Linked DNA regions of Sminthopsis crassicaudata: region 1 is linked to region 2. Evidence: chromatin contacts called from public Hi-C data. All regions are on one chromosome and are shown on one strand. The core of a region is the stretch at or near the end of the contact, and the rest is flanking DNA. Distances in the headings are between cores, read along the strand shown.

Evidence for each region. Hi-C and Micro-C count contacts between places; a contact is called where the count stands out from the background.
Region 1: a contact with region 2 is called in a Hi-C map of fibroblasts, with 10 times the contacts expected there. The contact joins the promoter of DUSP7 here to the promoter of RPL29 in region 2. A contact is called at or near these places in 2 of 2 Hi-C or Micro-C datasets (fibroblasts and hippocampus).

Annotation. Positions count from the first base shown.
Region 1 is chr1:673,695,989-673,700,560 of ASM4859323v1, reverse strand. It overlaps DUSP7 (dual specificity phosphatase 7), which reads left to right and starts at 1,621. Exons shown (of 3, transcript XM_074283402.1): 1 at 1,621-2,275. The coding sequence starts at 1,876.
Region 2 is chr1:673,532,849-673,537,461 of ASM4859323v1, reverse strand. It overlaps RPL29 (ribosomal protein L29), which reads left to right and starts at 2,776. Exons shown (of 4, transcript XM_074283397.1): 1 at 2,776-2,853; 2 at 4,019-4,063; 3 at 4,287-4,351. The coding sequence starts at 4,027.

The sequences.
Region 1 (4,572 bases), core at 372-2,871, 160 kb before region 2:
AGATGGAGGTTTCTAGCCTCCAGGCAATGGGCTGAGGGGAGGTCAGCCGAGTGACACTCCATCCTAGACTTCAGGATAGGTGGGCTCTAGTTGGGAAAGGGGTCCAAGGTTAAAGAGACTAGGTCTTCGGGGGAGAAGACACCCTCCCTCCCCTGTCCCAGGGAGGAAACTTGACTATTTAGAATTGGAGGTTAGTGGAGTGCAGAGAGCTGAGGTGTGGGAATCTCCTTCTGGTCCTTCGGGAAAGACAAAACTAAAAGTTTGAATGGCAAAAGGGAAGTTTTATTGCACTTTGGAAGTCAGTTTTGCTAGGAGACCGACTTCCTCAGTGGCAGAGAAATAAAAGGTTTTCACTGAGAAGAGGGTCTCTCCACAGCGGGCAGGAGTCCCCACAGGCAGCTATGCCAAGGAGAGGTTCCTTGACAAGACGTAGTCCTGCTGCGGGCATTCTGCAAAGAAAGGAGTTTAAAATTGCCCTTTAATAGGACATCTGAGACAAAGTTTCAAGTTGGAAAGAAAGCCATTGTCCCCAGGCCTAGATACTTATCAGTGCCAGGCCCAGATCTCCCAATCGGATGACAATCACTTGGAAGGCTTGGAAGAATTTCCTGAATGGAGTGCTTTTGACCAAGATTTCCAATTGAATAATGACACTTAACTTGTCTGGGGAGATATACTTTCCCAGGAGGGCCTGAGACTGGAATCTCCCTTCTTTACAGATCAAAGGTACACAATTTCAGTGTTAATTTTACAGATCAAAAGGGGACACAGTATTTTACCGAGTTCTCTGGTACCTCCCGGAACATCTGGGGTCTGTGGAGGAGGGGAGTGATTCCAGCCCTTAGGCCAGTGTTCACTACAGGACACTGAAGTTTGGCTGGCAGCGTGCTCGGGAGGTCTCTGAGAGCTGTGGGAGGAGGAGTGTCCTGATGGGTGCCCCTGCCCCTCCATCTTTGTGGCCTGCCCTTCTAAGATGAGCTGGACACGGCAGGGCTTATTTAATCTTTTTTCTCTGGGCCGGTTTCCTCTTCAGTCGACGTTATGCTGGGTGAGCCCCATAAAATACTGGGCTGGATGGCCACTTGCTGGTGTTATAGGGAGGTTTTTTTTTTTTTTTTTTTTTTTTTTTTTTTTTTTTTAAAGCTTTTGAGGTCTCCAACTCTGAAATTCTGTGATTTCTTTGATCTCTGTCCAGCCCCAGCTCTCAGACTCGGACGGGTCCTTTTAACCTGCTTCTTCTCTAAAGGGAGCTTGCTGCCCGCGGGGGGGCCCAGGATTCCAGCCGTGGCCGGCCTGGGGTCCCCAAACCCAGCTGGGGGCGAGGCTGGGAGTAGTGACTGGAAGGCAGCGTTGGGCTGGCGGGTGGTGCCCGGGTGCTGGGAAGGCGGCGCTCACGTGGATTTCCCTGAGGCTTCTTAGCCTTTTGTGTTGCTGGGCGGATTTCCGCAGGCCAGACGGGTGCAGGCTCCGGGGTGTGGGCGCGGCTTGGAGCCGGGGCTGCCTGCCCCGCCGCAGGCCCCGCCCCCCGGAGGAGGACACGCCGCGCAGCTACAGAAGCCCCTTTTTAATTGAAGTTGTCAGGCTGCAGCCCGCGAGGGAGGGAGGGAGGGCTGGCGGGAGGAAGCAGGCGGGCGGGCGGACTAGCGAGCGAGGGAGCGAGCAAGCGAGCGAGCCTAGCTGCCCCGGGAGGCGGCCGGGAGAGCGAGCGGGCGGCCGGGCGGAACAGCGGACCGGGACGGACCCTGGCCCAGCCCCGCGCCGGGGCTCGGGGGCGAGGGCAGCGGGGCCGCCGGGACTCGCCTGAGAGCCGCTGACCGAGCGTCCACGCCCGCGGCCCGTCCCCGGCCCGGGCCCCCAGGCCCGCCCGCGATCCCGATGAAAAATCGGGTCCGCGCGCCCATGGCGGTGGCGATGCCGTGCAAGAGCGCCGAGTGGCTGCAGGAGGAGCTCGAGTCCGGCGGCGGCGCGTCCCTGCTGCTGTTGGACTGCCGGCCGCACGAGCTCTTCGAGTCGTCCCACATCGAGACGGCCATCAACCTGGCCATCCCCGGCCTCATGCTGCGGCGCCTCAAGAAGGGCAACCTGCCCATCCGCTCCATCATCCCCAACCACGAGGACAAGGAGCGCTTCGCCAAGCGCTGCAAGGCGGCCACCGTGCTGCTGTACGACGAGGCCACGGCCGACTGGCAGGCGGAGCCCGGCGCGCCCAGCTCCGTGCTCGGCCTCCTGCTGCAGAAGCTGCGCGACGACGGCTGCCAGGCCTATTACCTCAAAGGTACGGGCGGCCCGGCGGGCTGGAGGCGCGGGGAGCTCGGCCCCCGGCCCCCGCCCCGGCCGGGGCCCCCCCGGGCTGGTCACCCTTATCCTCCCGCCCCAGCTGGGCCCTGAGCACTCCCCCGGGGCTGGCCGCCCTTATCTCCGCCGCCCCTCAACCTCCCCGGGCTGCTGCCCTCGCGCCTCCCTCAACTGGAAACTGCCCCCCTCGGTTTCCCAGACTGTGACCGTCCTTACCTCTTCTCCCCGCCCCCCAGCCAGGGGCCCACACGGGAGCTGGGACCGTTCTTGTCCTCGCCCCGCTGGCCCCCTCACCTCCCACACTAGGAGCGGGGCTCCCGGGTCCTCATTTAGACTAATCCCCCTTAGCTCCCGCTCTGACCCAGACTGATTATTCTTACCCGCCAGCGGAGTAGGAGCGGGGGTCTCCCTCCCAATGCCACCCTTTCCTCCCCCAGGTAGGGGCCCCTGGGCTTTTCCCGAGATTCCGCCGCCCCCAAACTAGGAACTGCCTCCGGGCCGACTACGAAACTAGGAATTGGGGCTCCTTCCCCCTCGCCCAGATTGGACCTCCCTTACCCCCCAACCCAAGCCGGCTGCAGTCCCTGCATTCAGCCCCAGGAATTGCCCTCCCCAATCCACTCTCTAACCGTCCTTACTCCCTGTCCTCACACCAACTCTGACCGTCCTTACCCCCCACCTCGCACCAGGAGCTTGCCCCCTTGTCCTGTTCTCACCGGCTGGGACGGAGGTCCCCTTCCCTCTTACCCGACTGTCCCCTTCGGGACTGAGAGCCCCCCCTCCATCCAGACCTTGGTGTCCATGTTGTTCCTCTGGATGCTAGCCGCCCCCTTCCCGACCCACACTTAAGGTGCGCCTGGCCCTCTCCCTGCCTCGGTCCCTTTCCCCTAACCCAGAATTTGACCCAGAGCGCGCGGATTATGTGCCTGGCCCTGCCCTTCCCACCCTGGCCCCTCTTTATCTTAGACTCCACGCTACTTCGCCTCTGGGGGTGCGCCCCCCCCAGCCTGGCTTTCCCTTTGTGCTCCCCCTGGGGCGCCCCGCTCCCCAGCCCGGCCTTATCTGTTTGCCTTTCTGGGAGCTGAGCTCGCCCTCATTCAGTAAACATTTATTAAATACCTCCTAGGTGCTTGACACTGAGATTTCAAAAATGGAAAAATAACAGTCCTGCCTTCCAAGGATTTACAGTCTGGGGTAGGGGAGGGCGAGACGTGCTCCGGGTTAATCATTGCTCTTAGTTAGGAAGTGGTGAGATATGGAGGAGAGGCAAATAGAGACTTGGAAGGCTCAGCGCAGGACAGCCCCTCCTCCCCCACCTCAGGCCCCTCTGCATCCCTCGGAACCTCCCTATGGGGCCTTTTATCTTCCTCTGCCCAACTGGGAAAACTCTGGGCCTCCCCTCCCTTTCTGGCTACCCCACCTGGAGGTTCGGAGCCAGCTCTCTCTGGCCAGGCTCCCTCCCCCACGACCCGGCAGCAGGGACCCCTCCGCTTCCCCTCTCTCTTCCCGCACGATTTCCGTGGGAGGAACAAACTTTTCCCCGTCTGAGCTTTTTTCTCCAATTGCTGAAAAGGAATAGTGTAAGTGGTAGAGGGGAGAGGGGGGTGGCTGTCAGCCCGGGCCCTCCAGGTGGGTGGGGACCCTCTCACCCCGACGCACTGCCCCCACATCCTACAGCCAGAGGCTGGGAGGAAGCTGCAGTTCCTGCCTGGCAAGCTTGTAGTTAAATCCCTTCTGGCCTCAGCTCACCCCCTGGAGCCAGCACCCTCCCCTTGCAGACCAGGTTCGGGATTCATTTTTTAAGGAGGGGGAAGGGAAAGAGAGGAAGGGAGGCGGCCCCTGTTGTGAGCTTTCCCCGGAGAGAGAGAGGATGTTGGGGCTTCTTTCTCTGTGCCCCCGCCTGACGCTGGAGGGGTGAGGGAGCCTCTTACCCCCTCCCCGCCGCCAAAGCCAAGGCAAACAATACAATTTCAGCGGAGGAAGGGACCCAGGCGTCCAGGCTTCTGGCCAAAAGCCTGGCGGGCTTCAGCCCTGCCCACCCGGAGGGGAACCCCTGCCCATTCTCTCTGGAGAACCATCCACTCCCCCTCCCCACAGCCCGAGAGCTACCCCAGCCGGCTGGAAACTGCTTGTGTTTCCAATTAACATTCCAAAATGGCCTCTGTGGCGGGGACAGGGGGAGGGGAGGCAGGGGAGGCCTGGCCCTGCCCTGCTTTGCTCTGCTCCTGCTGCTGCTGCTCCAGGCTCCAGGAGCACCTGGCCTTGGCCCGAAGGCAG
Region 2 (4,613 bases), core at 1,527-4,026:
GCACTGGACTGGGGAATTGTATTCAAATAATATCATGCTGGAGCTGAAAGTCCAACTTTGTAATGGGAAAATTGAGGCTAGAGAGGAGGAATCAAGATGGCATAATAAAAGAGGCAGATTTACTCAACTGATTTACACATTGAACAACAGACCCAGAAATAGAATCCACAGCTCCTAATACCTAGTCTGTCTCTCTATGCCCCACCAGATCCCATTGGAACAGTGGATAATAGATTAAGAGAGAGCTTTTTAGATGGTATCTTGCCTTTTGTTTTTACAGATATCAAAAGAGGCTTTTCTTTAAACAGCACATGGATTTCAAACACTAACTATAAAGAAAGGTTTAAAAAAATGTTTTTTTTAAACAAATTCAATCTAATGGTATGGACAACCTGCAAACACCTAGGTATCAAAAAAACCCTTCCAGACATTCACCCAGAATAAATTTAAAATAAACATAGGGAAGGTACTAGAATTAAGAGAGATCTGTAAAGGTTTCCTTTTTAAAAATGCAATGTTAGTTTGGACTTGATGGAAGGGAGAGTGTTGCAGGCTTGAGGCCAGTGATATTATATATGAATGTGATAGAATAATATTGTTCTATTGGAAATGATGAAAAAACCAGGGAAGATTTTTATGAACTGATGCAAAATGAAGTGAATGGAACCAGGAAAATGATTCTTATGATAACAATACTGTAAAGACAAACCATTTTGAAAGATTAAAGGACTCTAATCAATGACGAACCACACTTCCGAAGGACTCATAGTGAAATGTGTTTCTGATAGAGATAGATAATGGACTAAAACTGCAAATTAAGGTACGTAAATACCCATATGTGTGTGTATGTGTGTTTGGTTTCATCAGCCCAGAGTTTCATGTTGATCATCGTGGGACATGTGTATGTACGTGGCCAATGTGAGAAACTGTTAGCTTGACTCTAGATATTTTTAATGGATTTTGTTTTTCTTACTTTCTCAAGGGGGACAGTGGGAAAGGATAGGGACCTGAATATAAAAATGAATTTTAAAAGTTAAAATTTAGAATATATCAAGTTGGAAAGACACTGTGGTACTTATATAACTAATTGTGGTGCTAGACTAAAGGCCTTAAATGCCTAGGAGAGGAATTTGAACTTTATTTCATAAAAAGGAAGTCTCTAAATATTTTAATAACATGCCTGTATCTATACATAGATACTGAGGACTTTTCTTTCTCTCTCTGAGTCGTAGGTCCCTGCACTAGCAGTAGCCAGTGACATTTTTGAGTTCTATTTCTCTCTCCTCCATTTTGGAGATTTCCAAAGAAGCAGTTCCAAATAAGTTGTACAGCTGGCCTGGAGAAAGGCTGGAAACCAACGTGCCTCTCCAAATTCTTTTTTTAGGTTATACATTTACATTTATTTTTCACCTTTTCCCAAATGAGTCAATTTGGGAGAAACAAATCAGAGCAAAAGGGGAAAAACCATGAGGGAAAAAAAAACAGGAAAAAAAATGAAAATAGTATGAATTCAGTATACATTCAGACTTCATAGTTCTAGGTTGGCGTTTTCCATCCAAAGTTTAATTGGGATTGCCTTGGATCACCGAACCAAATCTATTACAATTGATCATCGCATCATCCTTCTGTTGCTTTGTACAATGTTTTCCTGGTTCTGAGCCTGCCTTTCCAAATTCTTAGAGATTCCATGGGATCAGACGGCACGGCTGGGAGGTATACAGCCTAGGTTTTGAGGGACAATGCACTAAACACCTATGGATTCACCAGGAGCAATCCGGGTTTAATGCACTGAAACTTTCTTAAAGTGAAAAACAGATTTGCTTGATTTGACAAAGGAAGAAATGTTTTCTCGACCAACTGAAACTTCTGAATTACCAATTGTACAATCACTAATTAAAAACAGTTGAAAATTTAAATAGGCTGGAAGCATTTGATGCTCCAGAGACCCCAAAGGTGGTGATGCTGAAGCTTTGGTACCCAGAGAAGAAGAGTGACTGACTCCATCTGCTGGAGGAGAACTGAACATCAGGCAGGAGGAAGCAAAGCAAACAAGAGTTCTTCTTTCTCAAAAGGATGGAGAGAGGGGGCAGCTAGGGGGCGCAGTGGATAGAGCTCCAGCCTGAATTCAGGAGGACCGGAGGTCAAATCTGGTCTCAGACACTGAACACTTCCTAGTTGTGTGACCCTGGGCAAGTCACTTAACCCCAGCCTCAGAAAAAAAAAAAAAGTTTGGACGGAGACCAGAGACAGAACGGATGCAGGATATCTGTGGGGAATGGAGCCAGTGCAAGAAGCAGGGACCAGAGAAAAATTGCTGGTGGAAAGACATTTTATCACAGACCGGCGAAGGAGGGAATACCAGCCTTCTCCCGTGAGGGCCCTGCTTTGGCGGTCTAGAAGTCATGTGGTCTGCACAGGTTTCTAAAGGCGGGCGGCCCAAGGCGGGAGGAGCCTCTGGACCCACACGCCAGCCCTTTAGTTGTTAAACACGTGACCCCACGTGGGGTCTCCAGCGGAATGCGGGCTTCCCAAAATGGTGATTTGTTATCAGGAACCATTTGGTTTGTGTGCCCCATTTTGCATCCCTCTACACAAAGCAGCATAGAAATTTCTCCGTGAAAAAAGGGTCTAGAGTGGCTAAGTTTAAAAAGCCCATGTCAGTTACAGCCAGTCAGACACACCCTAGAACGTCACAACTGGGAACGCAAGGTATATCATAATAATTATTATTGTTATTATGTACCCATTTTACAGATGAGTAAACTGAGGCAGACACTGGCGAGGAGCTTGAGCATCCGGGTTCTAGACCTGCCTTCCAAACAGGGCCTAACAAAGCCGGGAGGGGCCTCTGGGGTAATTAATCCAATCCGACATTTAACAGGTTTAACCGCGGGGGAAACAGATCCAGCTGGGCTGGAGCGTTTAAACTGAAAAGTGGCCGGCCGGGCCGATTCCTTCCTACGCCCATTTTACAGTTGGGGAAACGGGCTGGGGAGATTTAGGCGTCGCGCAGGGTCACCCAACTGGGGAGTGTCGATCACCGCCGGAGGTTCGGGCCCAGAGGAGGGTCGTGTGCGCCCTTTACAACGGACCCATTTTACTAGGAAAACAGGAAACAGCGGGGGCCACGGGCGGGGTTGGCTTCCGGGCACTTCCGAGGGCACGGTTCAACTCGGTCCCCAGCGGAAGAGCAGGGTCCGGACCTTTTCTTCCCGGAACGTTTCTTCTTGAGGCTTAGGACTCCGGGGGGAAGGTTTTCTTGTAGGATTTTCCGCCCACGCGGCCCTTATTTCCCACACTGCCCCGCGCTCCTTCCTTCTTTCTCTCTCTCGCTTTGGGCCTCTTCCGGTCGGTGGAGTGCCTGTTGGCGCAGGCTGCGGTGAGAGGCTATGGGGGTCGCATCCGGCGCCATCCGTGGCCCGGATGGGACATGGGGGGCCGAACGAATAGTTCGGAGGATAATAGAGGAATTCTGAGCCGGGGGGTCGGGCCGGGTGGGACCGGCGGGCAGGGGGCAGGCCAGAGCTGAGCCCGGGAGAGTCGGGGGCGGCTGAGAGGCCTGGGCCGGGGTGAGGGAGTTCGCGGCGGGGGAAAGGAGAGGCGCAGATCGGGTGGGCCCCGCGCGAAGTTTGGGGTAATCTCGGGGCCGCCACGGGAGTCTCCGCAGCAGGCGGGAGAGGGGGCCAGCCCTGCGTCTCCCGGCGCCGAGTCCTCTCCGTGGGAGCCGTTGCAGGCTTCTCCGAGACCTGAGGCCTCGGTTAGCTTGTCCCACGAGGAACGGCCGCGGCGAGCCCGGAACGAGCCCTAATGGGAGGACTCCCCTTCCATCTCATTACATGGGAGGCCTGGCCGAAGCGGCGCATTGGCCACCGGCCAGGGTTAATGAGCACTCGCTGGGCCCGGGCTCGGGTTCAGATCCAGCTTCGGACCCGGAAAGCGGCATCCTTAAGACCAGGGCCACAGAGCCACGAGGGATGTTTAGCTCTGCGATCCTGATCCTCGGGTTTCTCCCCTCCAGGTGCAGAGATGGCCAAGTCCAAGAACCACACCACCCACAATCAATGTAAGTTCTCCCCCGGGGGGAGGGGAGAGCCCTGGTTAACCGCGTGCCGGCTTCTAAGATCCGGACAAGCTGCCAGCCTTTTCCTATCTTTCAGCGAGGGAGAGTGACTGTGCCACTTACAGCAGTGAGGAAAATAACGCCTAAATGTTGCACATCGTGCCAGTTGTTTGTTGTGTAAAATCAAACGGACTGATTTGGATTTTTTTTCCTTTTTTGTCTGTAGCAAGAAAATGGCACAGAAATGGCATCAAGAAACCTAGATCCCAGAGATATGAGTCTCTGAAAGGGGTGAGTGTTACATATTCTGCCAATACGGTTCGCTGGTGCTCCATGCGGCCACCCCCACGCGGGCCAACTATGGGGAGGGGCTGCTCACGCACCAGGCTATGACACCGAAAGGCACGGTGGTTTTTATCCAAGAATTTGGCAGAGGCCCCCGCACGGGGTAGGGCTGCACAAAAGTTTGAACTAAATAGAAGGCGGCACTTCTAGTTCTCAGAATATGGTTCAATGTGTAACTAGCCAGGTCTGGTACCATTGGGGCTTGTTA